Linked DNA regions of Oryza sativa: region 2 is linked to region 1. The links are chromatin contacts, called in public ChIA-PET maps. All regions are on one chromosome and are shown on one strand. The core of a region is the stretch at or near the end of the contact, and the rest is flanking DNA. Distances in the headings are between cores, read along the strand shown. Region 1 holds the start of LOC4326868 (bidirectional sugar transporter SWEET2a-like). Region 2 holds the start of LOC4326871 (ocs element-binding factor 1).

Region 1 (5,855 bases), core at 2,490-4,989:
GGGACTCTCATCCCGGGCGCCGCCCACGCATCCGCTCTCCGGATGAGACCGACCGGATACGCGTAATCGTACTACTACTATCGTATCGTTCGTCCTGGTGGAGTACTACTATACATGACACGAGGGAAATTAAAAGAGAAAAACGCGAGGATTTATCCTCGACAAAAAACCAAAAAAGAAAATCTCCCCACGATTTCACGGCCAGGGGCGGAGCTACAGTGATGCCTATGTATTCCCAGGAATACCCAACTTTTTTTATCAAAAAACAACTATACTTCAGTATATACACATAACACATATACACATATTAGTTGTCCCCACTCCTCCAGAGTCCCTCGCTCGGCTCACGCCTCACCCTCACGCGCAAATGCGCTGCTCGCCCGCTCCCCAATTCCCCATTTGATTCCAAACCCTAGGTGGCGGCGTTCGGCGGCGGCACGGCGGCGCGGCGACCAGCGGAAGCGGCAAGGCGTCCGGCGACCGGCGACGGGAGCAGGGAGCTAGACCAGCGGTGGCGCGGCGAGGCATTCGGCAGCGGCGCGACGCCGTGGCGAGGCATTCGGCGGCGGCGCGGCGAGGCCGCGAGACGGCAACCGACGGGCGACCGGTGACGGCGGGAGCGAGGCCACGAGGCCGAGGGGCAGGGGCGCGGCGACGGCCGGCCAACAGCTGCAGCTCAGCGGGACAGCGCCCAGCGGCACTGCGGCAGGCGCAATTTCAGGTGACAAATCAAGAGTTCAAGATTCAATCAGTCCTAAATCCACTCACTATGTGTCCATGTCTGATGTTTTTTTACCTTAGTCTCTGAGTAGTTTCTTTTTCCTGTACTTTTGTAGTTCTGTAGATTGAAGAACTCTCAAAATGAAGAAGAAATCGATTGATTTGAAGACTTTGTGGGATAGACATTCAAAGTCTAGGAAGGTAGGGTTAGGTTCTGGTTCTGGATCAACAACACAGCCAGTTAGAATTGACAGTGAAGTTGCTGTTCCTTCTGTTCAGCCGATTACAGATGCAAATGAGAGTCCAGTTCAGATTCAGATTACTGCAGTTGAGGTTGTGCCTGAGGTAGCAGCCAGTGATGCAGCAAGAGATGTGACAGAACCTGAAACAGAGGTAGCTAGCAATGATCCAGACATAGCAACAGCAGTGACACAGCAGGAGCAACCTTCCACTTGGTCTCCTATCAGAGATTGGTCTCCCATCAGAGATGGTGATGATGAAGAGACAGAGTATGACTCAAGTGATGAAGCTATTTATGACATTGATTTACTTTGTCATGATCCTGGAAGGCGAATTGCAATCAAAAATTATGATGTCAATGAACGGAATTCTGTGATAAGGGGATATATTGCATTAGGGCCATGCCAACCACGCAGCCACAATTTTCCTATAAGGAAAATTGGAGGTAAGCCTCGGCGCTTCCTTCCTAGTTGGTATGACGAATTTAAATGGCTTGAATATAGTGTGGAACAAGATGCTGCATTCTGTTTTATTTGTTACTTATTCAAGCATAAAATTAATAATTCTGGTGGAGATGCATTTGTAAATAGGGGATTTAGGAATTGGCACATGAGAAAAAGGATTGCAAAACATGTTGGTGGTATGACTAGCTTTCACAATGTGGCACAAGATAAATACAATCACTTCCTTGCACCTAAAACAAATATTGTTGAGAGCTTTGCTGCCACCAATGAACAAGACAAGGCTAGATATATGGCTCGTTTAACCTATTCAATGAAGTGCTTGAAGTTTCTTTTAAGGCAAGGTTTGGCTGCCCGTGGACATTATGAAAGTGAAAAGTCACTTAATAAAGGAAATTTCCTTGAGATGTTGAGTATGCTAGCAGAAAACTTTGAAGAAGTTGGTAAGGTGGTTTTGAATAATGCTCCAAAGAATTGTAAGTTGACTGCTCCCGAAATACAAAAACAGATAGCTAATTGTTGTGCCAAAGAAACTACTAAGCTTATCATGGAAGACCTTGGTGATGAATATTTTGCAATACTTGCCGATGAATCTAGTGATGTGTACCAAAAAGAACAGTTGGCTCTTTGTTTGAGATATGTTGATAAAAAAGGAAGGGTAGTTGAGAGGTTCCTTGGTGTTGTTCATGTTGAAAATACTACTTCCTTGACACTTAAAGCTGCAATTGAATCATTGCTTATGGAGCATTCCTTGAGCTTGTCTAAGGTCCGTGGGCAAGGCTATGACGGTGCTAGTAACATGAAGGGTCATGCTAATGGACTAAAGAAATTGATTATGGATGAGTGCCCTTCTGCCTATTATGTCCATTGCTTTGCACATCAACTCCAATTAACACTTGTGGCTGTTGCTAAAGAAAACCCAGATTGTGTGTGGTTCTTTGAGCAACTTAGATTTTTGTTAAATCTTCTTGGGAATTCTTGTAAGAAGACAGAAATGCTTAGAGTTGCACAAGCTCAAAGAATTGTAGAAGAACTAGATTTGGGTGACATTGAAACTGGAAAGGGTTTGAATCAAGAAATGGGTTTGGGCAGGCCAGCAGATACTCGTTGGGGATCTCACTATAAAACTGTTATGCATGTCCTATCTTTGTATCCTTCAATTCAAAAAGTTCTTATAATGGTTGGCAAGGATCGCTCTTTTGGTGCAGAATGTGCAAATGCACAAACAGTGTTGACAATATTCCAATCATTTGAGTTTGTTTTTATGGCACACTTGATGCAAACAGTACTTGGGTTCACATCTGACTTGAATCATGCTTTGCAGAAGAGGGATCAAGACATTGTTAATGCAGTAGGACTGATTTTATTGACAAAGTTTCAATTGCAGCAATTACGCGAGGATCCTGGATGGGATGATTTTCTTCAAGAAGTGCAATCTTTTTGTGTGAAGCATAAGATCAAGATCCCTGATATGGACTCTTTCTATCGGCCGGTTGGAAGAGATAGGAGGTTCTTTATTAAAATCAAGAATATGCATCGCTTCCATGTTGACATGTTTCTAAGTGTCATTGATAGACAACTACAAGAGCTTAATGAACGGTTTGATGAGGTAAACACAGATTTGCTCCTTTGTATGGCTGCATTTAGTCCTATAGATAACTTTGCTAGTTGGGACAAAGATAAGTTGATTAAGCTTGCACGGTTTTATCCTAATGATTTCTCAAGCACAGAGATGAACCATCTTCCATCAGCATTGAAGCTCTTCCTCACTGAGATGCGTATAGATGAAAGGTTTAGAAAAGTAAAAAATCTTGCTAATCTTTCCATTATGATTGTTGAAACAAAATTGCACAATAGACATGAGATTATTTCCAAGCTTCTCAAATTGGTTCTGGTACTTCCAGTAGCAACAGCTAGTGTTGAAAGAATATTTTCTGCCATGAATTATGTGAAGAATAAATTGAGAAACAGGATGGGGGATCAATACTTGAATGATTGCTTGGTCACATTTATTGAGCGTGAGATGTTTTTGAAAGTCAAGGAGTGTGATATTATAAACCGCTTTCAAGCCATGAAGGAACGCAGAATTAAAGCTACTCTTCCAAGCCACGAAGGAACCGAAATAGAAAATTAGAGATACCATGTAATAATTTGTAATTTTATTTCTTAGATTATCGGTATTGACATACTGTGAACCATTGATTTTTTTTACTATGAATTTTTTTGTTAGACGGGAATACCCAACTTTCAAATCCTGGCTCCGCCACTGTTCACGGCGACATATCCCCCGAACCCCCGCATGGTTATATCTTGCGGACGGGACACGTACGACGGCAGCCAAGCCAGCCGCCCAAACCAGCAACCAAAGAAACAGCTAGAGAGAGAAAGAAACCCCGGATTACGGATTCCTCCCTCCCCCAAAGGCCAAAGCCTCCCACCGCCGAGCCGCCGCCGCCGCCGGCTTTCTTGTTTCTAGCTTCCTTTGATGATGAACGCTCTCGGTTTATCGGTGGCGGCCACCAGCACCGGCTCCCCCTTCCACGACGTCTGCTGCTATGGCGCTGGGATTGCAGGTACTACCATTGCTTCTTCTTCGTCTTCTTCCCATTCTCTCTATCTCTCTCTTCCCATTTTTGGGGTGCTTCGATGCTCTTTCCTTTCTTGCTTCTTGGTAATCTTGGTTGGATTGGGGAGAGGTTTCAGATGTTCTTGGCAGTTGATTGTGCCTATTTGATTCATGTTTGCTGTCTGTCACCCATTACTGCAGGGAACATCTTCGCTCTTGTGCTCTTCATCTCCCCGCTGTAAGCCCCCGGCCCCTCTCTGATTTCCCCCCACTTGTGATCTTCTGATTTCTTGGTCCGGATTGGTCGGATCGCTGCAATAATGCCGACAACTGAGAATGGCTGTTGTTGGATTTGATTTCAGGCCGACGTTCAAGAGGATCGTCCGGAACGGATCGACGGAGCAGTTCTCGGCGATGCCGTACATTTACTCGCTACTCAACTGCCTCATCTGTCTCTGGTACGGCCTCCCCTTCGTCTCCTACGGCGTCGTCCTCGTCGCCACCGTCAACTCCATCGGCGCCCTCTTCCAGCTCGCCTACACCGCCACCTTCATCGCATTCGCCGACGCCAAGAACAGGGTAACTTAACTTACCTTACCTTACCTGCCACCTTCATCAGATTCCCAGCATATGCTCTTCTGACCATTGACTTCTTCTTTTTTTTCCATTACAATTATATTATCAGTATATACTGGCAGTGTAAAGAAGTGCATATGTTAGGAATTTGATAGAAAATTGAAAAAGATGTTTTAGTAATTTGTGGTTCGGATTTAATCTAATTGTAAGTACCCGGTCCTAGATCTCCTCGTTTATTAGTGGAGGACTGTCCTGAGCGCCATTTGATGATGACACACTTAGCGGCAACACTGTTTGACGATAGAATAACGAAAAAAAAAGGAGACAAATTTACCCTTTCAAATTTTATACTGCAATTGAAATTGAATTGAGTATAAGATCAAATCAATCTACACAATTATATCATTTATACTGACAGTATTATACTAGTAGTATATTGTACCATAAAAGTTCTCTAACGAAATGGTGTGTTGCTGCAGGTGAAGGTGTCCAGCCTGCTGGTTATGGTGTTCGGCGTGTTCGCTCTAATTGTGTATGTTAGTCTGGCGTTGTTTGATCACCAAACACGGCAATTGTTCGTCGGTTACCTCAGCGTTGCGTCCCTCATATTCATGTTTGCGTCCCCCTTGTCCATCATTGTGAGTTCTAATGAATTGCACTTCTTAGTTTTTATAATCCACAATAAATTGTAGTTTCAAGTAAACATTGTGCATTTTGATACAGTTAGCCTTGACTAATCTTTTCATGTTCTTGAAATATTCTTAGCAACAGTGTATTGATCCTTTTCTTTTATGCATTTTTTGTCTTCAACAGAATCTGGTGATCAGGACGAAGAGCGTGGAGTACATGCCCTTCTATTTGTCACTCTCTATGTTCTTGATGAGCGTATCGTTCTTCGCATATGGAGTTCTACTGCATGATTTCTTCATATATGTAAGATTCCAGTTAGCTGTTGCTTTTGCTTAGTTGGCTGTCTAGCATTATATCTGTTCGGTGCATTCATCTTGTTGAATTGTCAATTTCAGATTCCAAATGGGATTGGAACCGTTTTGGGTGTCATTCAATTGGTGCTCTATGGCTACTTCAGAAAAGGATCAAGAGAGGACAGCCTCCCATTGCTAGTCACACATACATGAGCACACCAAGGAACAAGGTCCTGCAAGCAATTTGCCTGCCTTTGTTTCTTGGAAAATCATCGGTTCTCTTATCAGTTATCACATATTGGATTTTGTGTTGGTGGTGGTGTTTACTGTTCTTTTGTAAAATTGTTTTGTGGTTTGAAATGTACAAAT
Region 2 (6,552 bases), core at 1,611-4,110, 74 kb after region 1:
TCACTCCCTTTTGCAGTACATTCTTCTTTTCTTCCTTTGCAGGAGGATCGATGTATATATCCTAGAAGTTACTACACATCTCACTCCCTTTTGCAGTACATTCTTCTTTTCTTCCTTTGCAGGAGGATCGATGTATATATCCTAGAAGTTACTACACATCTCACTCCCTTTTGCTGTTCTTTTCCTCCTTGCAGGAGTACTGGAATAATCCACCTGGACAGGTTGTACAAACACTGTATCATCCAGTCCGTGCAATTTAGTAATTATCAGATGTTACTATTGGGATCGAGCAAAATCAATAATCATTCAGAGTCCGTGTACCATTACAAATCCACTGTATATAGCCGATCACCTCCACTGCAATTCTATGGTCTGGATGTGCCACAATATTGCAGTCATTATTGAGGAAGGATATCGCTGTCAGAACAGGGTTTTCTTCCGCCGCCCAAAGATTGTTTGCAAAACGATGGTTAAATTATTGATCCGTCACTTGTATGTATTATGGAAATTCTGCTTTCATTTTCGGAGGCACACGAAACTTGATATGAAATTTCCAGGGAAGAATAAGAACAAAATCTGACGCTACAACGGCATATCGTATCGGTGACTTCTTTGTTTTCTTTTTTTCCTTTTATTCTGTTGCTACAGTGAGATTCTTATTCTGGAGATATGTATGTAGACCATCGAATACGGGAATCTTGCAAGGTAGGCACCATTACATGTTCGTGTAAAAAATGATTTAAGCAGTGAAACCAAAATTTTTATGGAGCCTCTACAAAACCAACTATATAGTCATTGGTATCTTAAAAACCGGTGGCGGGAGGTAAATGCCCACTTCCATGCACCTGCGAGCCCGAGCAGTTTCCTAGGTTAGTGGACCAGCCACTGGCCGTCGGTTTATCTAACAAACTTGTCACAATTTCAATTATTATTTAACTATATTTTTAACTAAAGAAAAAAGAAGTTAGAATCTTCAACTTTCAATATTGTTGAATACTTTGTGCATTGCCAAGCAAGCCACCAACTATAATGATGCCCGGCAAAACATTTTGAGGTTAGTTCCTGGTTAGGTGAGCATGGTGTTAACTGGTTGGAGACCTTAATTTTTTCGTGAACGCACAAAAAGATTGCACGTAAATATATTAGAAGAAAATAGATTTTTTACACAACATAATCAGTCAGAGCGGCTTATGCCAAAGGAAGGAAGAAAACAAAAACAAAAACTAAGAAAGAAAAAGAAAACTCGTACGACGGGTACTCCATTCAGCGGGAGATGGCAGAGCCACGCTACACTATCAACAAGTTGGAGACCTTAACGTTATTGTCGCCCTTGCCAAAAAGAAAAGAAATTAATGAGGACTATATATGTCGGAGAAATTTCCATATATGCTCCTAATTTTTTTCACCTAATCGATCTCTTTCATGTATGCCTTGAGTTTTCCTCAATCTGTTGTATACACCTTATTTCGTTGCCATATCAAAACCCCCCATATACATCCATCCCGTTAGTGTGGCCATTAATTTTTCTCAAAATGGCTATTTTGCCCATGTTCATATCCTATAGTAATAAGCGTACACCCTACATAACATATTTTAGTTCAAAAAATATTAGAGTGGCCGAAATACATAGTCACTGAAATTTTGAGATAAATTTGACATGCGATAAGTTTTTTTTAGAAAATGCATGTAGTGGTAAACCGGCAATTTCAAGATATAAATTCATTGAAAAAATATATTTCAAATTTCAAGAAAAAAGTTTCCTTTTTTTTAAAAAAAATCATTGATTTTACTAATTTATCCCTTATTCCCTTTTTGTCCCCAACTTTTTTTTTATAAAACCTTTCTCACTTTAGGCTGTTTAACAAGTGCTACAATATTGTGATTTCAAAAAGAATAATAATAATAAACGGTCAATTCATGTCCAGCTAACGAATAACCCGCAAGTGGAAATGCGTTATTTCCACATGCTTTTAGTTTTTTTTTAGGGCAACATGCTTTTAGTTAGAGGCCCTTAAAATTACATTGTTATTTAACCTTCAACCTAATTAAAAATTGAAACAAGTTAAGTCGATGCAAATCAGAATCAAATTATCCGATGTATTCCTATCATAATACTTTGTCCATCGGTTTCGTATTAGAATACGTTTGTAGAGTCGAATAATTATATTGTGATATTATATTCCCAGGTAAATTTATCATATAATTTTTGCCTTTTTTTTTGTTTTTCTAAAACAAGTGTTTGAGAATTTATTGATGTTTTTTTTAAAAAAATTTATGGCCATGTCTTAGCCTAAATGTCCAGTACTTATAACCAAAGGGATATAAAAATAAAAACAAAACCCAATTTGGGCAAGTAGTCCAAACCAGGCCACTCAGGCCTTCCCCAGTAACCAGTCCACATGTACTGTCCATGCATGAGAAATGACACATAGACCACCAATCTAATGACCAACCAAAATCAATCAATCAATCAATCGAACAATTCACCTCTCGCTGTCACCCCCTGACAACGCAAACGCAAACGAAAACAAGCAGCAAGAGAGAGAGAAAAACCGGTGCACTGCAAGCCCCTCCCCAACCCGGGAGGAATCCCCACCCAGACACCTCGCCGGAGATTCCAACGACCCTTTCTTTGCTTTCTCCTCCTCCTCCTCCTACTTCGCTTTAACTTAGGTGTCCCTTTCTCCCTCCACCACCACCACCACCACCGCACAACCCAGCTTTGCCTCACCTCATCTTTTATTTTTATTTTAATTTTTAATTTTTTTTTTGCTGTGAATCGGAGGCCACCCCACTTAACTCCTAAGCAAAGGCAGGGGCTTCTCGGCTATAAATTGCGCCCCTCGGCCAGACCCCAATTCCCTTTTCCCTCTCCCTTCACCCCCTCGCCAAGCTTTGCTTTGCTCAATCTCTCTTGCAGCCTAGCGCCGCCCTGGCTGCTAGCTCAGCTAGCTGCTGTTGACCTAACTGTGTGTGGCCAACCTACCTAGAATCTTTCTTGATCAAACTTCCCTTTGGTTCCCTGTGCCCTGGAGATTCTGTCCGTGATCGAGCTTTGCAGTCATCTTGCATGCTCTGATATACGCTAGTCTTTCTCCAAAGCAAAACTCTGCCCGAAATTTCGGTGCAAAACCTCGTTTTTCAGGGTGAAACTCCGCCCAAATTTCCGGTGGCAAAATCCTGCTGTTCAGGGCGACACTCTGCTGAAATTTTCGGCCGGTGAACAGCGCTTTTTCAGGGCGACGCCCTGCTGAAATTTTCACCAAGGATTGTCGTCTTGGTGAACAGAAACTCTGCCCGATATTCGATTGGATTTCCTTGGTTTTTCTGGGGGAGATTCTGCCGAAATTTTCTGCACGTACGTGTACGTGTATGCTCGTGCTGTTCCAACCTTGGTGTTTATGATAACATCCACTGTTCTTGTTCAGTCCTTCTCCGTCGTCTTCCTCTACTGGTTCTACGTCTTCTCATAATCAACCCAAATCACTCTACAAGAATTTCCAACTGGTTAATTACTCTTGTTAAGAAATTGTTAGTGAAGTAATTAATCAAGTAATTAAGTCTGCTTAATTAATCAACTACTACACAAAGAAAAAGATCGATGGCGTCTCCCGGCGTTGTGTGTACTACTGTAACGCCGACGTCGTCGGCCGGGTCGGACCAGGTCGTGGCCGGCGGCGGCGAGGCGGCGCGGCGGCCGGTGGCGCCGGCGGTGATGGAGGAGCGGAAGCGGAAGCGGAAGGAGTCGAACAGGCTGTCCGCGCAGCGGTCGCGGGCGCGGAAGCAGCAGCAGCTGGACGAGCTGGCCGGGCAGGTGGCGGCGCTGCGCGCCCGGAACGGCGCCCTGGGCCTCGCCGCGCGCGAGGCGGCGCGCCGGTGCGCCGCCGTGCGCGCCGAGAACGAGCTGCTCCGCGCGCGCTCCGTCGAGCTCGCCGCGCGCCTCGACTCCCTCACCGACCTGGCGCAGTGCCTGCACGACGCCGCCGCGGCCTCCTCCTTCGCCGCCGCGCCCCCGATGATGATGGCGGGCGCCGCCACCGCCTTCCCCACCGGCGCCGTCGGCGCCGCCGCCGGCTTCATGATGCCCCAGCTGCCGCCGCCGCTCCTCGACGCCACCACCATGGGCATGCATTGCAACTACTACTACTAGTCTACTATAGCTATAGCTAGCGTGTCAAGTCTTCATTAAGTTAGCTCTAGTAAGCTCTCTCTCTCTAGTCTCTCTACATGTGTCCAAAGTGTTTGTGCCTCTTCTTTTGTGTTGTTATTAGGTGACCTAATCAAAGGGCAAGAAGGACATTTCATGTGTGTATGAGACTTTATTATAAATGTGAAATGGACATCAAGGACAATTTTATGTGGTTAATTTTTGATGCCCTTGTGGAACAAGCAACTCCCTTTATTACTATGTGTCATTTGTCTATTCTGTTCCCATTCCCTTTCCTAGCTGATGGAAAAGCGAGAACTAATTCTCTAGAAAAAGATGGACGGCCACAACTTGTTTTTATTCATATGGAATCGCTACGTGTACACGAAGCTGTGTCAGTCATTGTGGCTCTCATTGCGCTGTTATATATAGTCCGTGTAGCTGACAAGTGGCTTGTAGAGTTTCGCTACCGCATAGCAAGTCCACCCACTGTCCATTCCTCATCTTAGAATATTCTTTTGCGAATAAATTCTTGGTGGAAATTTTACGACAATCGTTTTTACTCTTATCACGAATATGAGGTGTAAGATTTTCTAACTCTCCCTTTCCTTAATACTTCGAGTATGTGTGATCTTATTGGTCATATCGTATAAAACTTGATGGTTGATACATGGGGCTCCTGTACTCTAGTTATATATATATATCTTTCAACCATTGATTGGGTAGATTTCTCTGTCAAAATTATGTGATTGATTTAGTGGTTGGTCGTGTTTGTCAATATTTATTTTATTTCCCATATACTCCAGTGTAATCATTAATCAAGTAGAAAAAGATCACATAAAAACTAGTCCAACACAACTCTTTACAATCTCCATCCTACGACATATGTGGACATCATAAACACAAAGATGGCCCACATGTCATGCCCAATATTTGATTGACGAATTATTAGCAAAAAAAAAGAATCAAGAATCTAATCAAAACGAAAATGGCCAATCAGAGAAAAATGGTTGTAAAAAAATAATGAGTGGTTTGCACTAGTGAGGAGCAGGAACTAGAAAATGGTGTAAAAATAAGATTCTTTTCTATGGTTGGTGGGACAACGATGAGATCCTTGGAAAGCTGCGAATCATTTGCAAAGGGGGGAGGAATTAGGGCCGATCGACGGGATCGATGCAGCTTTAGCTGAATAAATTAAAATTAAAGCCACAAAACAAAAGCCTTCTGAGCTCCTTGCCGTCCTGCCATGCTTAGCTTTTCAGATCATTCAGAAAATAAAAGGGTCAGTGGTATGGCTGTTGCTAACCTATTTTCTTGATTATTTGTAAATCTATCTATATGATATATGCTGGTCACATGGGTTCATATATATATATATAAGTTGTTCTGCATCAGGCCCAGCTTGTTTTTCTCTGAATAAATTTACATGTTGAATACAGAGAACTTTTGTCCGGTCTTTTAATTTTCTCCAGCTTGTTCTGGGCGACAAGTGTACGACTATGCGACAAGCATACAGTATTTCATTGTCTGATCTAAGTGCAAATAGTAGAGACATGCAATTTGAACATCGAGATCGAGGTACAATCAATAAAATTTTTAAATTCAACCGTATATTGTAGTAAATGCTATTATGTTACTAGTATTCTGATGGCACCTTGACCCATATAACGAAATGATTGAGAAATTCTACCTTAATTTAACTATATTTCTTATTTGTGCAAGATCTGGTGGCCAAGTTATATTATATCGCCTAGCTGTTATCAGATGGCTGCGCTCCAATCAGTATGGTCACAAACAAGAGGAATTTGAAACATCAATATGTGTTAGATTCACTTTGGAATTGCCCTGAAGATTCCCAGCATATGCTGCACACCGTATTAATTATTTTGCCAAATTGTAGGCTAAATGGACTTATCACACAGCACTTGAAAACAACAGCCACCACTATCATTATTAATACCATTCTTTTTTTGTAGCAAACAGTTTGATCTGGATGTTTTACATCGATCGCTAAAGGGTCTGCACATGCGGTGTTCAGCTATTTGTGGGGCAGTCAGTTTCATAGTTGTGAAATTTTGACCTGGGTAGAGAATAAAAGCACACATAATTATTCGCAAGATGGTATTAACTAATTTACTGTCAATTTACTTGTAGTCAGTACAAAGAAGTTTATCCCAATGGATACAATACATATCTGTGTAGAGAACAGTTTACTACTACTATTTCAGAATACATATATATATAAATATACCTGAAGGAAGGGACCAAAATTTCGAAATTTGAAATGATGATTTTTTTTCAAAATTTAGACGAATTTTTTTAAATTCAAACTTTTTTTTTTTGTAAAATTCAGGACCCATATAGTTTTTCCTACGCAGTACAACATCCTAGCAGGACCCATAGTT

Evidence for each region. ChIA-PET counts read pairs in DNA pulled down with a chosen protein or histone mark.
Region 2: an H3K9ac ChIA-PET map of seedling shows a contact between it and region 1, with 3 times the contacts expected there. The contact joins the promoter of LOC4326871 here to the promoter of LOC4326868 in region 1. A contact is called at or near these places in 5 of 15 Hi-C or Micro-C datasets (leaf, panicle and seedling) and 3 of 4 datasets of contacts at active chromatin or transcription factors (leaf and seedling).

Annotation. Positions count from the first base shown.
Region 1 is chr1:20,525,318-20,531,172 of ASM3414082v1, forward strand. It overlaps LOC4326868 (bidirectional sugar transporter SWEET2a-like), which reads left to right and starts at 3,740. Exons shown (of 6, transcript NM_001406288.1): 1 at 3,740-3,994; 2 at 4,189-4,225; 3 at 4,350-4,566; 4 at 5,043-5,201; 5 at 5,377-5,496; 6 at 5,589-5,855. The coding sequence starts at 3,907. The coding sequence ends at 5,699. It overlaps LOC107279238 (a long non-coding RNA gene), which reads left to right and starts at 310. Exons shown (of 2, transcript XR_010741847.1): 1 at 310-721; 2 at 837-3,645.
Region 2 is chr1:20,600,279-20,606,830 of ASM3414082v1, forward strand. It overlaps LOC4326871 (ocs element-binding factor 1), which reads left to right and starts at 2,861. Exons shown (of 1, transcript XM_015785851.2): 1 at 2,861-4,366. The coding sequence starts at 3,602. The coding sequence ends at 4,150.